3 separate regions of the Mus musculus genome follow, and regions 1 and 2 are each linked to region 3. The links are chromatin contacts, called in public HiChIP or PLAC-seq and Micro-C maps. All regions are on one chromosome and are shown on one strand. Each heading gives the region's core, a stretch centred on a gene start, on an enhancer-like site or on the middle of the called end of the contact. The rest is flanking DNA. Distances are from core to core; before and after follow the strand shown.

Evidence for each region. Hi-C and Micro-C count contacts between places; a contact is called where the count stands out from the background. HiChIP or PLAC-seq counts read pairs in DNA pulled down with a chosen protein or histone mark.
Region 1: a contact with region 3 is called in a Micro-C map of embryonic stem cells, with 4 times the contacts expected there. The contact joins the promoter of Dio3 here to the enhancer-like site in region 3. A contact is called at or near these places in 1 of 39 promoter capture datasets (hippocampal neurons), 5 of 484 Hi-C or Micro-C datasets (embryonic stem cells, nephron progenitors and palatal mesenchyme), 7 of 115 datasets of contacts at active chromatin or transcription factors (embryonic forebrain, embryonic stem cells and pancreatic cancer cells) and 1 of 9 other capture datasets (adipose tissue).
Region 2: a contact with region 3 is called in an H3K27ac HiChIP or PLAC-seq map of embryonic stem cells, with 2.5 times the contacts expected there. The contact joins two enhancer-like sites. A contact is called at or near these places in 1 of 484 Hi-C or Micro-C datasets (embryonic fibroblasts) and 7 of 115 datasets of contacts at active chromatin or transcription factors (astrocytes, embryonic stem cells and epiblast stem cells).

Annotation. Positions count from the first base shown.
Region 1 is chr12:110,277,911-110,280,856 of GRCm38.p6, reverse strand. Dio3 (deiodinase, iodothyronine type III) reads right to left here and starts at 1,627. Exons shown (of 1, transcript NM_172119.2): 1 at 1-1,627. The coding sequence starts at 1,625. The coding sequence ends at 711. Dio3os (deiodinase, iodothyronine type III, opposite strand) reads left to right here and starts at 2,789. Exons shown (of 4, transcript NR_002866.2): 1 at 2,789-2,874. Mir1247 (microRNA 1247) reads left to right here and starts at 2,728; the gene lies at 2,728-2,809.
Region 2 is chr12:110,348,703-110,352,068 of GRCm38.p6, reverse strand. No RefSeq gene overlaps it. Among named protein-coding and RNA genes, the nearest start is that of Gm40577, 68 kb to the left of the region's middle. Within about 2 kb of position 1,743, at least 6 of the 459 cell types and tissues checked have an H3K27ac peak or open chromatin away from gene starts, as enhancers often do. A contact at or near this core is called in embryonic stem cells, where this site is marked.
Region 3 is chr12:109,946,808-109,950,155 of GRCm38.p6, reverse strand. Gm34554 (a long non-coding RNA gene) reads right to left here. Exons shown (of 3, transcript XR_381936.1): 3 at 2,678-2,793. Among named protein-coding and RNA genes, the nearest start is that of Gm34554, 27 kb to the right of the region's middle. RefSeq lists an enhancer at 1-3,348. Within about 2 kb of position 1,640, at least 54 of the 459 cell types and tissues checked have an H3K27ac peak or open chromatin away from gene starts, as enhancers often do. A contact at or near this core is called in embryonic forebrain and embryonic stem cells, where this site is marked.

The sequences.
Region 1 (2,946 bases), core at 378-2,877, 330 kb before region 3:
TGGTCTCGAAGTCCATCCCTTACCATGTCCCTCTTCCACCCCTTTTTCGACGGTTCCCTGTGGAACCCAGAGCACTCTCCCCCTCTTACTTTAGGCGCTGTTTCGAGCCTCTCTGCAATTCAGAGCCGACCCGTGGTCAAGCCCAGTTAGAGGCGGTTCGTCATCAGCAGCCAGGGCTCCAGCGCACCCAAAGCTAGGCGGGGAAATTACCCTGCCCACCCTTTCCCTATCTCGAGCCCCTCCCCCAACCCAGGGATAAGAAATAAACACAAAAGCAGCAGGACTCCCTGCGCTCGACAGGTGGGTGCCAGGCAACTAGCTAGAGCCTGAGGCGCTGCTGGAACCCAGCTGCGCTCAGGGCGCGCGGGCGTGGCCAACAAGTCCGAGCTGTGAAATGCTGGGGACTTTCGCGCTTTGCCGAAGCAGCGCTGGAGACCTGGTGTCAGAAAGTCCAGCAGGTAAACTCCAGCAGGGACAAAGCTGTCAGTTCGAGCCACAGCAATGCTCCTGAGAGCAAGCCAAAAACGTACAAAAGGGAGTCACTATAGCAGAGTCTCAAGTTAGCCAGACTCAGCCTGAGTTCTGTGGCTGTGCTCATCTGTGTCATGGGGATCCCCCACAACCTTTGACTTTCTTTGGAGCATTTGCACGTGGGCTTCGAAGGCCCAGGAGACCCGGCCCACCAATTCAGTCACTTGTCCCTTGGTTATTTAGAATCGATGTGGCCTAGTACCATGCAACTGTTCATCATAGCGCTCCAACCAAGTGCGCAACTCAGACACCTGGTAACCGTCGGGGCCACGGCCTCCCTGGTACATGATGGTGCCACTCTGGATGACGTAGAGGCGCTCAAAATAGGCACCATATGCGGAACTGCTAGAGTTGGCCATAGTGTCCAGGACCAGAGCACAGCCAGGTGCACCTTGTTGTAGTACTCTCGCTGCGCTGACACGGTCCTCCAGGCTGCGGTGCTGGGGGATGACATAGGGTGAATCTGTGGTGACCCAGCCGTCGGATGGGTGGGCTTCCTCGATGTAGATGATAAGGAAGTCAACGTCGCGCTGGTACTTGGTGACCAGGCGCTGGAAGGCGCTCATCCGCGCCATGAACGGTGGTCAGGTACAGCTGCCAAAATTGAGCACCAACGGGCGGGTCCCTTGTGCGTAGTCGAGGATGCGCTGGCTCTGGAAGCCATCAGGTCGGACAACCTCCGAGTTGGGCGCTGGGCCACCCTCATGGGCTTGCTTGAAGAAATCCAATTTCTGGCCATGCCACACGGCTTTGAGAGAGGCCAGGGTGCACAGACGGTTGTCGTCTGATACGCATATGGGCGGGTCGTCAGGGGGCATCTCCTCGCCTTCACTGTTGAGCTCTACTTCGGGCTCAGGGTGGTCAGGATGGCGACGGCGCAGGAAATGCTTGCGGATGCACAAGAAATCTAAAAGCCAGAGCATGAAGGCCGTGCCTAGGAAGCGCGGGAACAGCACGAGGCACGAGGCGGTCTGGGCGCAGAGCCTCAGCGAGTGAAGCAGCAGAGAGCGGAGCATGGTGGCCGCGGGCCCCGAAGCCCCCGGGGGCCCTTCACCTTCTCCGACCACCAACCTCGAGGCGGCCTGGCGAGGCATCTGGTCCTCGGTGCTCTGGGAGCTCAATTTATAGTCAAAGCTTGAATTGGCGGGAGACTCCACCTCCGACCGGGGCCCGCCCCCTTGCAACTTGAGCCCGGAGGGATCACCCAGAGGCGCGGCCAATGCCCCAGAAATCTTGGGTCGAGGGCGGGCGCAGGCTGGTCGAGGGTGGAGCGGTGCGTCCCGGGGCTGGCAGGGGCGGGCCTGAGTCCCGCAGCCCGCTCTCAGGGGCGGGGGACCCCGAAGCCGCTGTGTCCAGGGACTAGGAGCCCGATCTCAGAGCCAAGCAGTCAGTGGTGGCAATGGTGTAACCCGCGCAAGCGCCTCGCACCTCCTAGGTCCCAGCGGGCGGGTCCCAGCCCGCGCCCTCTTCGCCGCGCACCTGAGCTGAGTTCCCCGGCGGCCGCAGCGCCGCGCCGGAGCTCCGGTTCGCTTCCCGCGCGCCGCCGCCAACGCCGCCCACGCTGCTGCTGCTCGTGCGGGGTCGCTGCCCAGGTACCGCGGGAGTCCAGGTCTGCGGCCGCCGCTCGGCCGGCCCCCGGCTGCAGCCCCGCCGGGGACGCGGGCCCGCGAGGAGGCAACTTTGGGTTCCCGCCGCCTTCCCCGCTCGCCCGCGGGCGCCGCTCGACTGCCGCAGCCCGTCCGCCCGCCTCCCGCGCGCGCTCACACTCGCGCCTCGCACACGGCCGCCCCCCGCACCGCCCCGCCACGCACACCGCGCTCCGCGCCCCCCGCCGCTGCCCGAGCTTGCCGCGCGCCGCCCCAGTCCGCGCCGCGCCCGCCCCGTCCCATCTCGCTCCCGCCGGACGCCGCGGTTCCCGGGTCAGCTGCCCCTCGGCTCCAGCCCGGAGGTGCCGAGGGCAGGGCCCGCGGGTGGGCTGGCGCCCAGCTCGGGAGACCCGGAGAGTCGCGGCAAGCGACGCCGGGCCTCGCCCTCGGCCGGCTCCGGGACGCCCTGGGCGCGGGGCGCTGCGGGCGCGGGGCGCGGGGCAGCGGGCGCGGGGCGGCGCCGGCCCCGGGCGGCTCTCCCACTAGGGGTAGCTGTTGCCTGAACGCGGGAGCGCTCCCCTCTCGCCGCTTGCCTCGCCCGGCGCAGCCCCGGCCGCCGGGCGCACCCGTCCCGTTCGTCCCCGGACGTTGCTCTCTGCCCCGGGAACGTCGAGACTGGAGCGCCCGAACTGAGCCACCTTCGCGAACTCGGAGCGCGGCGGCCCGACTCAACCGCGGAGGCGCCCGGACGCGTAAAGTGCGTACTTTCAACAGGGAACGTGTGCTGAGGCTTTTTAGGGGTGCGGGGCAACTCCCCAACAGCGTGGGG
Region 2 (3,366 bases), core at 494-2,993, 400 kb before region 3:
GGTGTTAGCCTCAGGATTTATTTTTCGGTTTGATAGAGCCTCTAATTAATTTCTTATTTAGTTGCAATAGTCCTCTTAGCTCACATGTACTCTTTAGAGTTCTTACTGTTTTTCATAAAGGGCCTGTTTTATCATTTCTTTTTTAGATAATTTAAAATCCCAATTAAAGCACGCTGCTTCTTTGTGGTTTAAGAATTTTTATTGCCTAGGACTCTTAGTTAAGCATGCAAAATAAACCAATTTGGAGATAATAAATGTTGCCCGTTGAGGGAAGCTAAAGTCAACCTATCTTTAGTAGGAGATTCCCATTTTTTAAACACTTGCAAATTGAATTAACACACTAAACATAAAACCAGCGGCAGTACTAAATATCTATTTGTTTTTCTCCAGACGCTGTCTCCTTTAAATTAGACACAGGAGGCCTGACTGGAGGAACAAGGGAGCCAACTTGCCACTGTGGCCGAGCAGATGCCAGCCGAGGTCTGAACGCAAGCAAGCAAACAAACAAAACCAAAACCCAAAACAACCCCCCAGCAATCTGAGTGTCAGAGACCAAAATGATCTCTAAGCAAACAAGAAAGATGCCTTAGATCAAATGCTTAGAAGGCAAACCTCAAGGAGGCATCTACCAAACCGGAGTCTAACAAGCAGCTCAGAATAAATGCCAAAGGGCCCCATGGAGGACAAGAAAGGACTCACCCAGATCCATCCAAGCAGATAACCTCTGCACAGGGTCTGCAGGAGTTCATGTTCCAGTGTGTCCCGCCCATCTCAGTGACTTATTCTACGAAAAGTGGATTCTGGGGACACCACATGTGGGCACCAGAACTATAATAAACACCTATTCTCACCTCTGGACACAAATTTAGTTTCCCCCAGATTCCATGTTCCTGTGTGAAAGCGGTTTTATAAAGCTTTTACAGTAAGAGAGCATTGCAAGTCATGAGTCAAGGTGCTTGGAGGAAGCATCAGTTGGTCAAGTTAATAGCAAAGCAGGAGTAGCTCTTCCAGGCCTCGGGGGTTATCTGAAGTTTTCTTACCCCTTCCTTTGGTTGGCAATGGGGTTGGGGGAGTCTGTTCTTATATTCCCGTGTATTTACCTAACACTCACAAAGATGTTAGGTCATGTACAGAAGAAGACAAAAAGTGGCTGTTAAAGGAACTAAAGATTTGGCTCTGGACTTGCACCATTCCAACATCTCCATAGTACTGAGGTTATAATCACTGAATTATAACTGATTCTATATAATACATGATCAGTTAATCAGCACACAGTTCCCTGGAAGGTGCAATTCTTTTTTTTTTTTTTTTTGAGACAGGGTTTCTCTGTGTAGCCCTGGTTGTCCTGGCACTCACTTTGTAGACCAAGCTGGCCTCGAACTCAGAAATCTTCCTGCCTCTGCCTCCCAAGTGCTGGGATTAAAGGCGTGCGCCACCACGCCCGGCTGGAAGGTGCAATTCTTTTCAGGAATTTTCCTGCACATGCATGTGTGAATGAATACTTGCTGACAGTGAAGCTCAGAGCCTTACGTTTGCTAGGCAACTGTTCTGCTGCTCCTGCATCCCCACACCTTAAGATGGCTACATGACTGAGGATTCACTGCAATGTCTACCAAAACTTGGTCGATATTATTCACAGATCTAGAAAAACAAATTGTAAAATCCGCACCTGTGATAGTTTGCATAATGCTCAGTCCAGCGGGTGGTACTATTAGGAGGTGTGGCCTAGTTGGAGTAGGTAAGACCTTCCCCCACCCTAGCTGCCTGGAAGTCAGTCTTCCACTAGCAGCCTTCAGATGAAGGTATAGAACTCCCAGCTCTGCCTGCCTGAATGCTGCCATGCTCCCACCTTGATAATACTGGACTGACCCTCTGAACCTGTAAGTCAGTTCCAATTAAATGTTGTCCTTTAACAAGAGTTGCCTTGGTCATGGTGTCTGTCACTTCTGTCTGTAACTAAGACAGAAGTTGGGACCAGGGACTGGGGTATTGCTGTGATACGCCTGACCATGCTTTTGTTTGAAAGATGTGGATTTGGGGACTTTGGATTTGGAAAGCAGTGGAATGCTGTAAATGGGACTTAATGGGCTATCCTAGTAGGAATATGGAAGACTTTGTTACTGAGAGTGATTTGAATTGGGTGGACCTGGCCCAAGAGGTTTCAATGAAGAATTTAAATATGTGGCCTGCAGACTGTTTTTTTGTGGTAACTTGGCTACTTTCTTGCCCTTGTTTGAAGAGTTTGCCTGAGGCTAAGGTGAACCGACTCAGATTAATTGCAATGACAAAGGAAGTCTCTGAAACACCCACCATAGACTTTGTTCTCTGGTTAAGTCTCATGAAAGCATTTTAAACAAGCATAGCAGGCTGAGAAAGGGAAAATATAAAATATATGGTTTGAGTATTAAAGGGGCACCAGGAAGTGAAATGGAGCTGAGTCCTGTGTTCAAGGGGATAACAAATTAAGGGAGTGGAACTTTGTGGCAAGATCCTACCCAGTTAAATTTAGTTCCAGGCCTGGCAGTACACATTTCTAATCCCAGGAGGCAAAGACAAGCAGATCTCTTAGTTCAAGGCCAGCCTAGAGCATGTTCTAAGTGAAGAACAATTTAAACTCAGGCTTGGTGGACCACACCTTTAATCCCAGTGTTTAGGAGACAGGCATGCAGATCTCTTGAGTTCAAAGTCAGTCTACAGAGCAAGTTCCAGGACAGCCAAGCTTAGGCAGTGAAGGAGTTGGAAAACAGAAAGTTGGTGATAATGTAATAGAACAAGGGGGCCATGTTCAGACCCCAGCAAGCAGCAGAACATGGCAGCTTTGGCCATGTGGTTCTGGCTTTAGAATGACTAATAGAATGGACTACTGGGATGATTGATACTGGGTAGTTGGAGCTAAGAAATTAGCAGTGATTAAGGAGAGACCAGCATCACTGAGGTGAAATCTGGCAAGTGTTTTCTGAGAGCACAAAGAAGCTGTATTCTAGAGATAGCCTCCTACAATAGCTGTACTTGGTAATGTGTAAGATTCATGAAGATATCATGAAGAACAGCTGAGGCTTGGCACTGTGAGAGGCCATGGAAGGCCATTGGTGAAGGTGAAGCCTCAGTTGCAGTTGATAGCCCAGGACTGAAGGGGTCATGCAAAGGATTTAAGGCTTGGCACCATGAGGAGAGCCTGTGAGAGCCTATAGGTGAAGCCTCTTTGCAGCAGAAGACCCCAGTGTATGGGAGATGCCAGTACCATGGGATGATCACCAAGAACAGCAGCAGTAACAGTGGAGTGGATCATCCTGAGCTTAGAGTGCTCCAGAGGGCAGAGCTGGAGAAGTGAAGCCAGCCCTTTGGAGGAGCCCAGAAGATCATATG
Region 3 (3,348 bases), core at 391-2,890:
CCCTGAACGCTCCTGGCTGAGCCTCCTCAACATGCTTGATGCGTGTGCCCCTCCCTGGGCCTCTCTGTGGCACAAAGAGAGACACGAAATCCGTTACATTGTGCACTGCACCTCTTCTGTCCAGTATGGGTGGAGTTGGTGGGTTGGATGGATGCTCTGAGAACGGAGGCCAGTCCTGGTGTTGGGGGTTTGAGGTGGGTGCTCTTCGGGCCACCACTTCTGCATAGCCCCAAGGCACCTCTGAAATCACCCAGACGCTGGGCATGGAGTGGAAGGTCAAAGGTCAACCACAGATCCAGGGGAGCGGTGAGGAGGGAGCAGGCTTGGCCCTCCTCCAGCTGCACCCTTCACTTTGCTGGCTGGTAGAAGGTGGGAGCAGGGATTAACAGGCCCGGGCTTGTTCTCTCTCCCTGAGCACAGAGGCCCCATGGGGCAGCTCTAATTGGTTCATGTCTGACTGTAGCAAAGAACAAATTGATTTCCCTCCAGCTGTTTCTGCAACCACAGGTCCTCAAGCAGGCACAGGCAGCCGGCTGTGCCACCCGGCTTCATGGTCAAGCGCTGGGGCAAAGTCGGGGGTGAAGGGCAAAGGGGGTCTTGTGACAAAGAAGGGATCCTGCCTCAGTGTCCCAGAGTACACGCACGAACGCACGCACCTTGACAGAGGAAGAAACGAGAGGCCCTCTGGGCTTCAGTGCTCCCTGTAGTAGCTGTCAAAAGCCAAGCATCAAACAAGATCCTACAGTAGAAAACCAGCGTTCCCTCTACATGGGGCTCCATACACAACAGCTCAGCCATACTGGAGTCTTTAGCTACAGGATACACATTTTCTTGCCCCGGGGCCTTTGCACATGCTGAAAATGTTTGCACCATCTCCCTTCCCACGTATTCCTTTGCCAGTGGACAATATATTCTTGCCCCGTGGACTCGGCTGGCAGGTCTTCGCTTGGACAGCTTCTCCTGGGAAGGGGCCTTGGCCTTCTCTGCACTCAGCCCCATGCTTGGCTTACTATGTGTGGAACCTTCCCACAGCAGGTCTAGCTTTTCTTCCCAAGGAGCAAATATAGTCCCTGCCCCAGCCATCATTCTGTGCGCACAAGCAGCCTCGGTGCCCGAGGAACCATGGGCGATCTCCGGGAGGAGGTTTTAGAGTGAGTGTGGGGCAGGGAACCCCACGGGCCTGAACCGACTGGCAGAGCAACCAGGAACCAAGGAAAGAGCTGGAACCCGCCCTGCTGGCAGGCCGAGAAATGGCAGACTGAGCCCAACAAGGCTCACACACACACCTGGCCTCCTGCTTAGAGCCTGCAGTGAACTCCCGGCACAGGCACGAAGCCCTCCTCGATCCCCGCCTCCCCAACCCCACCCCTCTCTCACTCAGGATTCTTTGTGACAGAGGTGGATGCACACCCCAGACTTTGTTCCCAGTTCCTGCCGCCCTTCCTCCATATTTCTTTCTCCACACCAAAGCAGAGCCCCAGCCACAAGAGAGGTGTTGTCAGTCCCCCACCCCACTCCACTTCTCCCTCGCCTCCCACCCTCGCTACCCCCCTCCTCCTGCAAACCGGCCACCTCTCTTTGTGTCCTCTGTCCCGGCCGACCCTCTCTTTGTGTCCTCCCTTCCAAATCTGCATCATAAAAAGCGCTAGGCCCAGACGGTTAAGGAAGGCTTTCCTTGGGGTGGGGAGAAGGGGCCAGGCTGTACTGGCAAGGTCAAATTTCTTTTTATTTCCCAGCGACAGGGGCCATTCACATGTTAATAAATGACACTCCCATCGGGCGTCTAGGCAGCCTTTCTGAAAACTGAATTTTAACTCAGCACAACTGCTCTGTGAACAAGTCTACAAATAAAGATCCTGAGGTGTGGGGTGACAGGGGGCAGATGGAAAGCCACCCAATGTGCAGAGGGCTAAGGAAAGGAACTGTCCACCGCCTGCCTGGCTAAAAATCACCAAGTCCTTCCATCCCAGAGTGAAGGATGGACAAAATTTGTGATTCACAATCAAGACTTGCTGACAGACAAATGAGCAGGAGGGGACTTTCTGGGGTCTTGTCTTGGTCACTTAGGCTGCGTGCAATCTCCAGCATCCCATAGCGTAGGTTTTCCCATGTGTCTCAGCTGCTTCCCCTCTGACGCCCAGATCCCTGTAGCTGGTTCTGGGGCAGTCCTGGCCTCACCTGAAATTGATCACCCCCCACCCAAGGCCTGACTTTCAACCAAGAAGTCTGTTGCTGTTGTTATGGGGTTCTCTTGTTGTTTGGTTGTTTGTTTGTTTGTTTTTGGCTTGCTTTTTTGCATCCTTTAGGATTTGTGCCTGAAGGGAACGAGGAGGCCAGAGTTTTTTGTTCTGTTTTTTTCTTTTAAAGTTTTAGAAAAGCTGTACAAAGGTTTTATAAGACGTTGTTCTTGTGCAACTGAAAAGCTGCAAGATTTGGCAGACATTAGTGAGCTGGGGTCAAAATGCCCAAATGAAAACCAGGTTTGGGGGCTGAGAGATGGCTCAGGGGTTAAGAGCACTGGCTGCCCTTCCCGAAGCCCAGTGCTTTATTCCTGTCACGCACATGGTGGCTCACCACCACCTGTAACTCCAATTCCAGGAGCTCTGACGACTTCTTCTGGCCTTGTCGGGCATCAGGCTCACATGCAATACACATACAAGTGTAACATGAACGTGCATAAAATAAAAATAAATATATCTTTTTAATAAAGTATGCTTGCTTCAGGGATATCCTGATTTCTGGTGGCTGAGATAGACCTGGAGCTCTTCGATTCCTGGCCCATGTGGTGAATCTCTGAAACAAGAACAGACAGTGGGCAGAACCTGTAAGAGTTCTCTGTAGGTGTCTGTGCCCCAGGGGGTTCAGTGGATGTTAGGTCTCCTAGCCTACCTTTTACAGGACTCAAGAGTGCTTCCCAGGAAGACACACTAGCTGGAGGTGGAGGTTCTAAGGCAATGGCCGCTGCAAGGTAGTGCCAGAAGAGAGTGGGTGGGGCTGAGCAGAGAGGGCACTGAGGGATGAGGGGCAGGACTAAGGGAAAGTGGGTGGGGCTGAGGAGAGGGAGTACTGAAGGATGAGGGCAGAGCTAAAGGGAAATGAGTGGGGCTGAGGAAGGCTGAAGAAGGCTGGGCAGGGCTGAGGGAGACCAAAGATCAATATCAGTGGCCATAGCCAATATCCACAGCCAGGAGGCCCCATAAGCACCAGACATTTGCTACCTCCAGTTCTGGCAACTGGAAGTTGAAGGTTGAGCTGGAAAGTAGGGTCCTGGTTGGGGCCTTCTTTGAGATGTAGCTCTGTCTCTCTGAGTCCTCACTGGAGGGAAAGAGGTAAGAGTCTCCAGCCCTT